Regions from separate parts of the Zea mays genome. Here region 1 is linked to region 2. The links are chromatin contacts, called in public Hi-C maps. All regions are on one chromosome and are shown on one strand. Each heading gives the region's core, a stretch centred on a gene start, on an enhancer-like site or on the middle of the called end of the contact. The rest is flanking DNA. Distances are from core to core; before and after follow the strand shown. Region 1 overlaps LOC100383357. Region 2 holds the start of LOC100277020.

The links. A called contact is a pair of places that touch in the nucleus more often than the background predicts.
Region 1: a Hi-C map of ear shows a contact between it and region 2, with 1.9 times the contacts expected there. The contact joins the enhancer-like site here to the promoter of LOC100277020 in region 2.

What each region holds. Positions count from the first base shown.
Region 1 is chr3:172,063,350-172,069,189 of Zm-B73-REFERENCE-NAM-5.0, reverse strand. It overlaps LOC100383357, which reads right to left. Exons shown (of 15, transcript NM_001176013.1): 7 at 5,620-5,840; 8 at 5,163-5,525; 9 at 4,940-5,084; 10 at 4,309-4,445; 11 at 3,053-4,179; 12 at 2,844-2,877; 13 at 2,476-2,590; 14 at 2,257-2,386; 15 at 1,650-2,166. The coding sequence ends at 2,068. Among protein-coding and RNA genes, the nearest start is that of LOC100383357, 8.0 kb to the right of the region's middle. Within about 2 kb of position 1,434, at least 14 of the 20 cell types and tissues checked have an H3K27ac peak or open chromatin away from gene starts, as enhancers often do. A contact at or near this core is called in ear, where this site is marked.
Region 2 is chr3:171,736,003-171,741,548 of Zm-B73-REFERENCE-NAM-5.0, reverse strand. LOC100277020 reads left to right here and starts at 1,481. Exons shown (of 2, transcript NM_001150693.1): 1 at 1,481-1,933; 2 at 3,528-4,107. The coding sequence starts at 1,525. The coding sequence ends at 3,607.

The sequences.
Region 1 (5,840 bases), core at 185-2,684, 330 kb before region 2:
ACACCCACCAGGCCATCTCCTCCAGCTCCTCCTCTCTCTCCTCCAGCCCGCAGTTTCCCCGACTACATCAGCGTGCACTGCCTAACTGCTGTTTCTGAGTCGTTTTCACTTTTCAGGGCATCCGCAGCACCCACGACGGAGCGACGAGCAGCATGGCAGAAAGGGCAAATGGCAGCATGTCAGCTTGGAATCGCGCTGGGGGGGACTGGGAATGTTGCGATGGCGCGCGCGCGCGACCATGGATGGATAGATCAGCTCGCTTTTTTTTTCTTTTTTCATGATGCCTAGCGATTTGCCAGCGTTCGCAAAGCGGCAGAGGCACTTTTGGTTTCGGCTACATTCCGTGCGTTGCGTGGACCGTCAGAGTGGTCACCGCCACCAGACAGGCTAGTTTCGCTTCGCCTAGCTAGTTTAGGCCTTGTTCGTTTGTGCCGGATTGGTGGATCGGAACGATTCCTAACCGGTTTAGTTCTCTAATTTATATAAACTTTGATTAGCTGGAACGATTCTGGGTGTAATCCGACTCGAACAAGTCCTTAAGCTTTGCGTTGGCTGCTTCGGAGCTGGTGCCCGGCCCTCACCTTCATTGACCCACTCACGACGACTCACCCTTTATGTGCCATCGACTTACTTTCTTTTTCTTCTTCTTTTTTGATGTAAATCACTGTAAGGGGTTTCCTACACAGTATATTTTCCATTAACAGATCGTGAACTGTGCAAGGGGTAGACTACCAGGGCGAGCGAGATTTACAGTTGTCTGAGCCAGAGCCTACAGCCTAGTGCGTGTGGCTGTGTCTTTTTTTTTTCATTCAGTGACAGTCCAACTGCATCTCTCGTATGAATATTCGATACCGTTGCGTTTCTTTGCCATCGACTGATCGACCCGCTCCGGCGATTGGGCTTACTGCTTTCTAATCATCCTGAGAAGCCATGACCACGCGACGCACCGCACCGTGTGATTGGAGAACTGGATGCCCAAGTACTGTGGCAGTAGTACTAAGAGACGAGACGACTAGTAGCAGCAGCTACCCACATGGCATGTGGGCATATTATTATGCGCCAGCCCTCGGCTTTTCTGCAGCCACGTAGTACGTCCTTCAAGTGCATTCTTGCGCGAATAACAAGAGATTAATTTTTTTAAAAAAGATCGGTGGGGCCGTCGAGATTCGTTGCGATTACAAAGACGCGACGACATCCTGTCGTCTTCCTGCAGGACGCGATCGGTTGCTTATGCTTACGCACGTTCAGAGATCAGGAGTCAAGTGACTGTTGCACACGAAGCATGTGTACTGTGACTACCTGTAACTGACGGGCAGAAGAACCTGGCATTACGGATACAGCGAAAACCACCGTCAGATCCAGTAGCATCGTTCTCCTGCCTGCATACGAGGCACAGTCGTTCGTCAGATCCAGGAGTGGCAGGAACAGCCGCACGGGCAACCCTGCCACCGCCCGAGCTGTTTGTTCTTGGGGGGTGACATACGACGACCGTGCGATGCGACACAGGAACGCTGTCGATGACGGCAGCTTGTTCCTGTCCTCCTCATCAGATGAGCACCGCAGCATGCTTTTCCCAGTCCGACTGACTAACCCAGATCCAGCATGGAGAAATGGTTCACAAGAAAGGTCAGTCCAATAATAGCTGAGTTAAAGCTGTCAATAGATCCTGACATAATCAACAGGTACACCATCATATCGTCTTGTTACCAATACGCAAATTCCTACGGGCTTTAGCCAAGCAAATACAAATTATACAATAGCTTTAGTGGATCGGAGGGGAGGGAGGGAGGGAGCCAGCGCTATCAGATTACATGGCAGGCTTCACATGTGTCACTAAATCATATATACAGCCGACGGTACAACATAGCAGCCATCCTACTCGAGCCCTAGCGCGCGGGAGATGCTACACAGAGGAGGATAACTTAACAACAACAACAACAAACAAACAAACAAACAAACAAAAATGGATTTGGAGGGGGTAAAGGAGGGGGTGCGGTAGGTCGGTGTGATGGATACAATTGGTAACACGTATGTATGGCGCCAGGGGTAAAAGCTGGCTTGGACGGTCTAGAATTCCGACATCAGCAGCTTTGAGCCTGGCTTTATTCTCACCAAGTCGAAGGGGTTCGGTTGGTCCACGCTGATGTAGTCCTTCGTCGTCAGCACCTGTGGATGGAACAGAGAGCGGATTAGTGCTCACGAGGAGGGGGAGGCTCCGCACCGAACCGCGAAACTGGGGGGAGTAAACTGGCGTACCAAGGTCTCGAAGAACATTCTCGACGCTTCCTTCCGCGTCTTCCCGCGCACCAGATGGTCGATAGCAACGCTCTTCCTCTCCAGACCAGACTCGTCGTCGAATAAAGCCTTGAGGTATCTTGCAACGCCCCTGAACAGTCGTGCGGAGAGACCGTCAAAGCGCTGAGCAAGGCCCTGAGCATTCTGAGCTCCAAATGAAATGTCGCTTTGGCACTGTACCTGGTGCGAGAAGACCAACCACTGTTGTCGAGAGACTGAAACTCGTTGGGATTTGGCTCATCGTCGTTGGCGTCGTCGAAGTCCCCGCCGTCATCATCGTCGTAGTTCAGAAAATCTGGAACAACACAAGGTCAGACAGTGACGAAGGCTTGTACTAGGGCTGTAGCTCACAGCACAGGACCAACAAAGTCTAGTGCGCGTGCTGGTTGGGGAAATATTGATGTATTCTAATAAACCCAGGATGTAATTACTGTCCGCAGGATTGATTGTGTATAAGTGGAAAGAAAGGTCCTAGGGGCACTTGGAATCTCCTACTATCCGTACATGCAAGGCATACACATTAGAGCACGTCAGAATGGAGGAGCTACCTGTATCAACACCATTAATTGCACTCCCAAAATCCTGTAAACCAAACAGGACACTGATTATTATATGGCCTTGATGTAAGTGAACAAAACAGCGCGACTAATTCTACAGCGAGTATTGGAACGAGAAGTCCAGGAAAAGCATACTGCAGCAAGCAATTAAAAGATTCTTAGAGCGTTTGCAATTTTTGAATATGCGTAAATGGACTCACATTGCTTTCCTTCAGTTCATAGTCATTCACCATATCCAGATCCGTAAGAGAACCCATGTTGTTTTCATGGAAGCCAGAATTATCTCCCATAGCAGACACATCATTTTCATTTTCAGCTGGTCGAGGAAAACCAGAGCCATCTTGATTATATTCCACCGCATTTTCATCCTTCATTGATCGAGGAAAACCAGAGGCATCTTGATTACATCCCACCGCATTTACATCTTCCGTTGGTCGAGCAAAACCAGAGGCATCTTGATTATATCCCACCGCATTTACATCTTCTGTTGGTCGAGGAAAACCAGAGGCATCTTGATTATAATCTACCATATTTTCATCCTCCGTTGGTCGAGGAAAACCAGAGGCATCTTGAACATCTTCTGTTGGTCGAGAAAAACCAGAGGCATCTTGATTATAATCTACCGCATTTTCATCCTCCGTTGGTCGAGGAAAACCAGAGACATCTTGATTATACCCCACCGCATTTTCATCCTCCGTTGATTGAGGGAAACCAGAGGCACCTTGATTATATTCCACCCCAGTAATCTCAGAAGCAGGGACCTCATTACTCTCGAAAATATTAGCATTACTATGAACAAAATGAGTAAGCTCCCTTGTCATGCCGTCCGTTGCGTGAGCGCAAGCTTGGCCAGAGTTATCTAGAGTCACATCTTGACTAGAAATGTTTGCATCAGTACTATGCAAATCAGATGGGACATCTTGAAAATGGTCACTATACAGTGTATTTACTTGAGCACGCTCTCTGTCAGCAAGTGCCACTTCTTTCTCATTACCAATAAAAGGTCCAGTCACCCCTTGAAACAGAGTGCCAATAACAAAATCATTAGATGCACCGTTAACCTGGTTGTTAGGAGGAACTTGCAAACTAAAAGCAGCTGTAGCGCCATATGCATCATTGGCACGTGGCAGCATGGCATCTGATTGAATCCCATCTGGTATGTGAAGTGGGCCATCAATAGTAGCAGCACCAAACCCAGCAATATTGCTATCTTCTGTAATTGCTTCAGGCATGTCTAATTGACCTTGCAGTTCCATGTTCTGTACAGCAGGATGTACAATAGCCTCATATGTCCGATTGTGTAATTTGTTTAGCTCCTCAGATAGGCCTAGTAGAGAGATAAAAATCAACCAATCATCTCTCAAGCTGCTTACGACTTCCATTTTTTCTAACTTACCATATGTCATGGTGTACAGAAAAAGTAAACAGAAAAACAAAGACATCACAAAAAACTTACAGGAAAAGATGGGCTCGTGGAATATATCATCTTCCAGTGAACCTTTCTCAATCATCCATATTTCGGAACGAGTGCATGGAGCTTTTTTACGAATGCGCCGTATATCCTCAGTGTTGATCAACTGTTGCCGTATAGTACTGGAGAAGGAAAGAGATGGTCACCAAGTGTCATACAAAACTTGTTTTGGAAAGCATTAATTAATTGTGTGCAGAGACTCATTCAGCAGGCACACACACAAAATGAATCCAAACAGTGAAATGTCAGACCAGGAAATATCCCAGATAAAAGTTTCAAGCAAAGCTGCAACATACTCTCCCTAGCATGAGCAAGACAGCTTCTGCAAACAAGATTGTTGTGGTGGCACAAAAAACATACAGAATAAACATGGAATTATGTCAAAACCTTAACGAGCACTAGAGACATCACAACATCTCTGCATAAGGACCTGGTTCAGGTTGGCATTACAACCACATGAGAAGAACCAAGTAAAGGGACTATGAAGATAGGGATTTCATATCCAACCAAGATTAAAAAAGGCAGTAAGAATTCCGCAAAGAATAAGTTCAGAAAAACAAGCAGTTGCTTGTTCATAATAAAAAGATCATTTGACAGTTATAAAGCAAATACGTACTCAGCATGCAGGACCATGGCATCGTCTATTTGCACTTTCCTCTTGAGTGTGCCCATCTTCGAGCCCAACCTCCGGCGTTTCAGAGACGATTCCCTCGGTGGTAGTGGTGTTGAATCAAGTGTGAATCCAGGGGTCCTTCTACCGACTAATGCAAGGTCAAGTCAAGTGATTAGGTAAACACAATAAATCCAGGCGACAGAAATGCATTGTATGTCATACATACCTAAAATAGATGCCAGTATATCATCATCATGGGGAACAAAATCGTTGGTTCGTATACCATGTGGTCGGCTAGACAACCTTTCAGTGGTCTCACTCTCTAAAGCTGGTAAGCTATCTTCCAGATGTCTTTTTCTGCTAGCAAGGCTGCCTATTATGTTACTTCCATCAGATTCAGTTGTTCCCTTTTCCGCAGTTATGAGCCCCAAGTCAATTGGATGATTGAATTCAGAATCTGGAACTGACAGCATTTTCTCAGGCTCAGCAAATTCTGAAGTTGCTAGTTCATTCAGTCTATCATTAGATGCCACTACTTGTTGCATTGCTTGGGCTTCATGTTGAAAATCTGCAATTTGTGTAATTGTACCTAAATAAAAGTTGTAGAAAAGTTACATGATCTCTAACCCTTTGCGATCATGGCACAGGCAAAATAAAACCAACAATGAATATCAACTGATTACCTTGTGCATCAATTAATGGCCCATTAATCTGTACCAGGTTCTCCACCACAGATGGTTCAGTAGAACCATCAACACATGGCTCTGAATCATTTACAGCCAAAGGTACATCTTTAATGGTTGCATTGACAGTTACAGTTTCAACAGATGCGGCTATACCATCAGAATTGACCAATTTATCAGCAGCGGGTTCTAAGTGATCAGCTTGACCCTGGGATGGTAAA
Region 2 (5,546 bases), core at 232-2,731:
CCGAGCCCTGGGGTCGGGCGGAGCGAAGTTCCCTATGGCGCCCCTGGCGAGGCCTGACTGCCTGTCAGACTCACTCTGTCGAGTGGCACCGCAGTCGGAGTGGCGCAGGCGGCGCTGTCCTTCTGTCAGACCGATCAGTGGAGCAGCGGAGTGACGGCGGTCACTTCGGCTCTGCCGGGGGGCATGCGTCAGGATAGAGGTGTCAGGCCACCTTCGCGTTAAATGCCCCTGCAACTCGGTCGGTCGGTGCGACGATTTAGTCAGGGTTGCTTCTTAGCGAAGCCAAGGCCTCGGGCGAGCCGGAGATGTGTCCGCCGTTAAAAGGGGGGCCTCGGGCGAGACGGAAGTCCCTCGAGGTCGGCTGCCCGAGGCCGAGGCTAGGCTCGGGTGAAGCGTGATCGAGTCACTCGTATGGACTGATCCCTGACTTAATCGTACCCATCAGGCCTCTGCAGCTTTATGCTGATGGGGTTACCAGCTGAGAATTAGGCGCCTTGAGGGTACCCCTAATTATGGTCCCCGACAAATATGCTAAGCTTTATTAGAGTAGTCCAAACATCCCAAGGAGCTAAACTTTAACACTTCAATTCATATGACTAAAACTTAGCAGGAAGCTAAAATTTATCCCGTAAAATTGAAACGGGCCTAAAAATGATGTGTTAAAGTTTAGCACCCATTAACACTTTAGTTCCAAAAAATACTAACTATGCTAAAAGTGGTCCCCACCATATTTTGCATTGAATATCCCTCTCTCCCCTACAATCGATGGCGTGCTCTAGTAAAGCCCAAGTGCTAAAATTTAACACCTTATCAAGCTATTGGAACAAATAGGCTAAACGCTAAATTTTGTTGTTAAACTTTATCACTATTGGACCAAATAGGCTCTAAGTGTTAATTTTAGATATGTGGACCAGTGCCTTAATACTTATATCTCCTAAAATTCTAGCGCAAGAACACCTAAATTCAAATTGCCTAATAAAAGTAGAATGAAAGTGGTAATCCGAACTGTTAGAACAAATTTAATATTTTAAAATAGATATGTATTAAATTTGACGTTGATCTTTTTTTATGTTATCAAGCACATTAGTATAAATATGAATAAAATATTATATAAGTTGTTTTATGTATTATTTGCTCCTTACAACACAAAAGTTGAAAAAATTATCGAATTTGTTTCCGAATCCATATCAAAGTTTATATATATTATTTGAAAAAACATAGTATGAATTTGAGGTTTACCTTTTATGAATCTTAACAAGCTGAATATTAAAAACAAGAATACAAATTTATATTGTATATTCTATATCCTATTTATTTACAATAAAAAATTTAATTACCAAATAAATACTGTTTCCGACCGTTTTTATTCCTAAATTATAAAACACTCTAAAAGATCCTACCCAAAAACCATTTTAAGCCAAGACGCACTCGCTGATCCTACCCAAAAACCATTTTAAGCCAAGACGCACTCGCTTCGGTTATATAATAGGGTAGACGCCCAACTCGAACCTGAGTACCTGAGAAATGGCGGCCGTCTCCTCCACCTCAACCGCCGCCTCCTACTTCTCCCCGCAGCCGCAGCTGCCGATCTCCACCGCCGACCCTGCCGCCAGCAAAAGTAGGTTGATGCGGCAGCCACGGCGGAGCAGCAGCTTCGTGATGGTGGAGGCGTCCTCTGCCAGCGGCAGCGACGGCGGGGTGGCCAGGACGAAGAGCCTCACGGAGGACGACCTGGAGGAGCTCAAGGGCTGCCTCGACCTCGGCTTCGGATTCGCGTACAGCGAGATACCCGAGCTCTGCGGGACGCTGCCCGCGCTCGAACTCTGCTACTCCATGACCCGGAGGTTCCTCGACGAGCAGAAGGCGCCGGGGCAGGATGAGGAGTTGGAGCCTGCGTCGCCGCCGCTCCCCAATTGGAGGATCTCTGGCCCGGGTAAAAATCACTTTTCCCTTCTCAGTTTTCGAAATTGGTAACATTTCTTTTTTCATTCACTTGGGAATTGGGTCATTGGGATGATGTGAAATAATAGCTTTAACGTTGAAGGCCTGGTGGTTTTCTGTTTTGGGGGAGTCACAAACTTTTGGTGCCAAATTGAGAAGTTTCTGACAATGTATACTTCATATGCGTGTAAATACACTGCACCAATAAATCAAAGCATGTTTTATTTCTGAGTAACTTGTTTCAAATGTTATGCATCTCTGCTGATGGTGGAGGAACGGGTTGAGTCCATCAGAAAAAAACTGAAGGTCATGAAGAGCAGTCGCGTATCTTTTTTTTTAAATAGCGAAGATCTATCATGTTTTTCCTGTTAGATTGCTGAACTGGTGTATGGTTGGATAACTGATGAAGTAGGTGCTCTTTGAGCTGCTAGTATAACAATTTGCTCGATTCATTAGTGCATCATTTTTTTCTCGTTTTGAGTAAGTTGATGAGTGCCTGTTGACTAATAATTTTCAGTGCGATCTTTTTTATTAAGAAAACTTTGTGACAAAATTTAGTTATGAAAGAATTCAAGATGTTTACATTACTGTCTCTCTTAGAAACACGAAGTCAAAAACTCGTTAGTCAGTCATAAGGGCTCGGTCTGTCAAGTTCAGACATCAAATCCGTCTTATACTAATCCATACTGATTCATTCCTTTTGTTTTTGATGGGCTTTGCTGCCTTTTAAGTTTTAGGAGTACTTTATAGGAGGTTTGACATAGAGAATAAAAATTTCTTCTGCTACTCTATTTCATAGAAGGACATCGATGATAGACACTGCAGGATTCTACCTACCTTTTGGGGTATTGTCAATTCTATGGTTTTGGTGCTATCTGAAATTCTGAATTCGATAGCAAACGAAAACAAAGAGAACTTTCATCATTTTGATTCACAGTGGAGGAACAAAGGTGATACTCGCATTATTGGTTATGTCCCCGTATAGAAGCGACCAGACATAGCATGCATTTCTCAGTGATGTCACTTTTCTCAGTGAGTGCTTACAGTCTTCTCCAAGGCAATCTTCACGACAAAGCAAAGCAAGACTAGGCTCCACTGAATTATGCTCATCTCCTTTCCACCACACGTTTTCTCAAAATGGGGCGTAAATTTGAAGAAAGATTATTCTCCCTTTACCAAAGGTCCATTTTAAACAATCAGGCAGAGAGGTTCACTTTTGTAATTAGAAATATTTTTTTTCGCGGCAATGCCATAACACGTTTTTCATTAAGAAGGAAAAACACATTTCAGAACACGAACTAGAAATATATTTTTATTAGCGAAAAACAGCAGCACAAGTACACAACTATGCCCTCCATGAGACCGTACCTCCATTTTTATTTATTTGACGCCAAGTAGTTCAACTTTGTACCAACAGGGGACAAATAAAAAAGATACCTTGTTTGGCTGTTACGACTCTGTTCTGCCTGTGATTGATTTCTGCTATTTTCCCTTGGGAAAATTAAAATGTATTGGGAAAACGGTGTTCCCAAACTAGCCCTTAAAAAGACACGTTTTTCTTTGCTGATCAGCATTTTTTCTGGCAGGTGACGATCCAGAAGAAGTGAAGGCGAGGTTGAAGTATTGGGCTCAAGCTGTTGCATGCACTGTCAAGCTCTGCAGCTAAACTAAAGGTCGGATAGAGGCTGAAGAATCTGGTTATATGGTTTTGGGATACAGGGAGCGGAAGGGGGTGCTTCTGCTCTCTGGCATGGAAGCGACATGAGTGATCTCATCTGCTTCTACAAAAAAACTTGGGAAGGGGGAGGAACCATGATACGGAACAGCGACAGACCTCGATTCAGAATTTGAGATCCATGGTCTGAGCTTCTACGAAAGGGTTCGGAAGCCTTGCCATTCCTCAGGGTGGGTGGTCCGCATAGTGCAGCGTTTCCAAATGCATGACCTGCTGGTTCTTTTTGCTGTTTCCTTGTAATGATCAATAGGTGCTCTAATTGTCGCACTCTTGTAATAATGTACTGAATCGAATTTTGAGTTTTGGCCTTTTGGGTACTGATCCAAGGGTTGATTAGTTCCAACATTGGTTTATTTTGTGCTACTCTGATATTGCCATGTGCATTATGCTGTTCTACACGTTCGTAGAAGTTAATAGCGCGTTTGGTTTCAGTAATGATGTAATCTATCATCTTCTTACTCACTTTTTGTTTGATTTGTAAAATTGAATAAGTTGATCTATCATCATATCATTCTCATAGCCTCATAATTAGTAATAATATAATGAATGAGCTCTTTTTACCAAATTTGTGGAATGGACTTATGATGCACCATCTTATTAGGAATGAATTGACTCTTCAAACCAAACATACTCTAAGTGTCTGGTTGCTTGGCAAGCTTCAGTTATATATATATATATATATATATATATATATATATATATATATATATATATATATATATATATATATATATATATATATATATATATATATATATATATATATATATATATATATACTAGTTATGTGCCTGTGCGTTGTCACGAGAGTTAAAAATCATCATGCTGCAAGTATAAAGATAACATGCAAACATACCAGATGACTGTTTGTTGTATAAGAAATTGCTACAGTTTTATGACTCTATATATGTGAAAAGGACATAAATGTTACCTGACAGACCCCGCCTCTTTGGATTTTCCACCCTGCCATTACCGAATGAATAAAAAGGTCGATCTCTTGATCAATCCTAGACTTCAATATAGTTATTACTTGATTATTAGTTGGCCATTGTAAAATGAGAAATAATTAATTGTAATAGTCTAATGATGTTTTCCCTCGGACATAGTGGATACAAATTATATAATGGTGAATGGTGTACATTACTTCAACAAACCAATGCATATAAAATTATCGTTTATTTAGTTACTGTGTTGATTAATTTAGGTGCCAACTATTAATCAAGAGGACAGAGTACCTGACACTAAACCAACTGAAACTCTATAGGCATTTCGGCCCGACCAAGTGCTTCATCCAACAACAACAACAATAACAATATAGCCTTTTAGTCCCAAGCAAGTTGGGGTAGGCTAGAGTTGAAACCCAACAAGATGTCACCAAAAGGAGAAAGAGAGAGAAAGGGAGGGAAATAGCTTTTGAGAGCACTAAAAGGAAAAAGCCTAATCACGGTTCGGGCACGCGGATAGCTTCTTTCCAAGCACTTCTATCCAAACACAGCTCCATTGGGATACTCCATTCCTTCAAGTCCCCTTTGATTATCTCCTCCCATGTCAAGTTTGGTCGACCTCTACCTCTCTTCACATTATTGTCCCGTCTTATAATGCCTCTATGCACCGGTACCTCTGTGGGTCTCTGGTGGACATGCCCAAACCATCTCAACCGATGTTGAATAAGATTTTCTTCAATTGGCGCTACTCCTAGCCGATGGCGTATGTCATCATTTCTCACTCGGTCCAATATTGTGTGCCCACATATCCAACACAACATACGCATTTCTGCGACACTTAGTTATTGGATATGCCGTCTCTTAATAGGCCAACACTCAGCCCCATATAATATAGCAGGCCTAATCGCTGTCCTGTAAAACTTGCC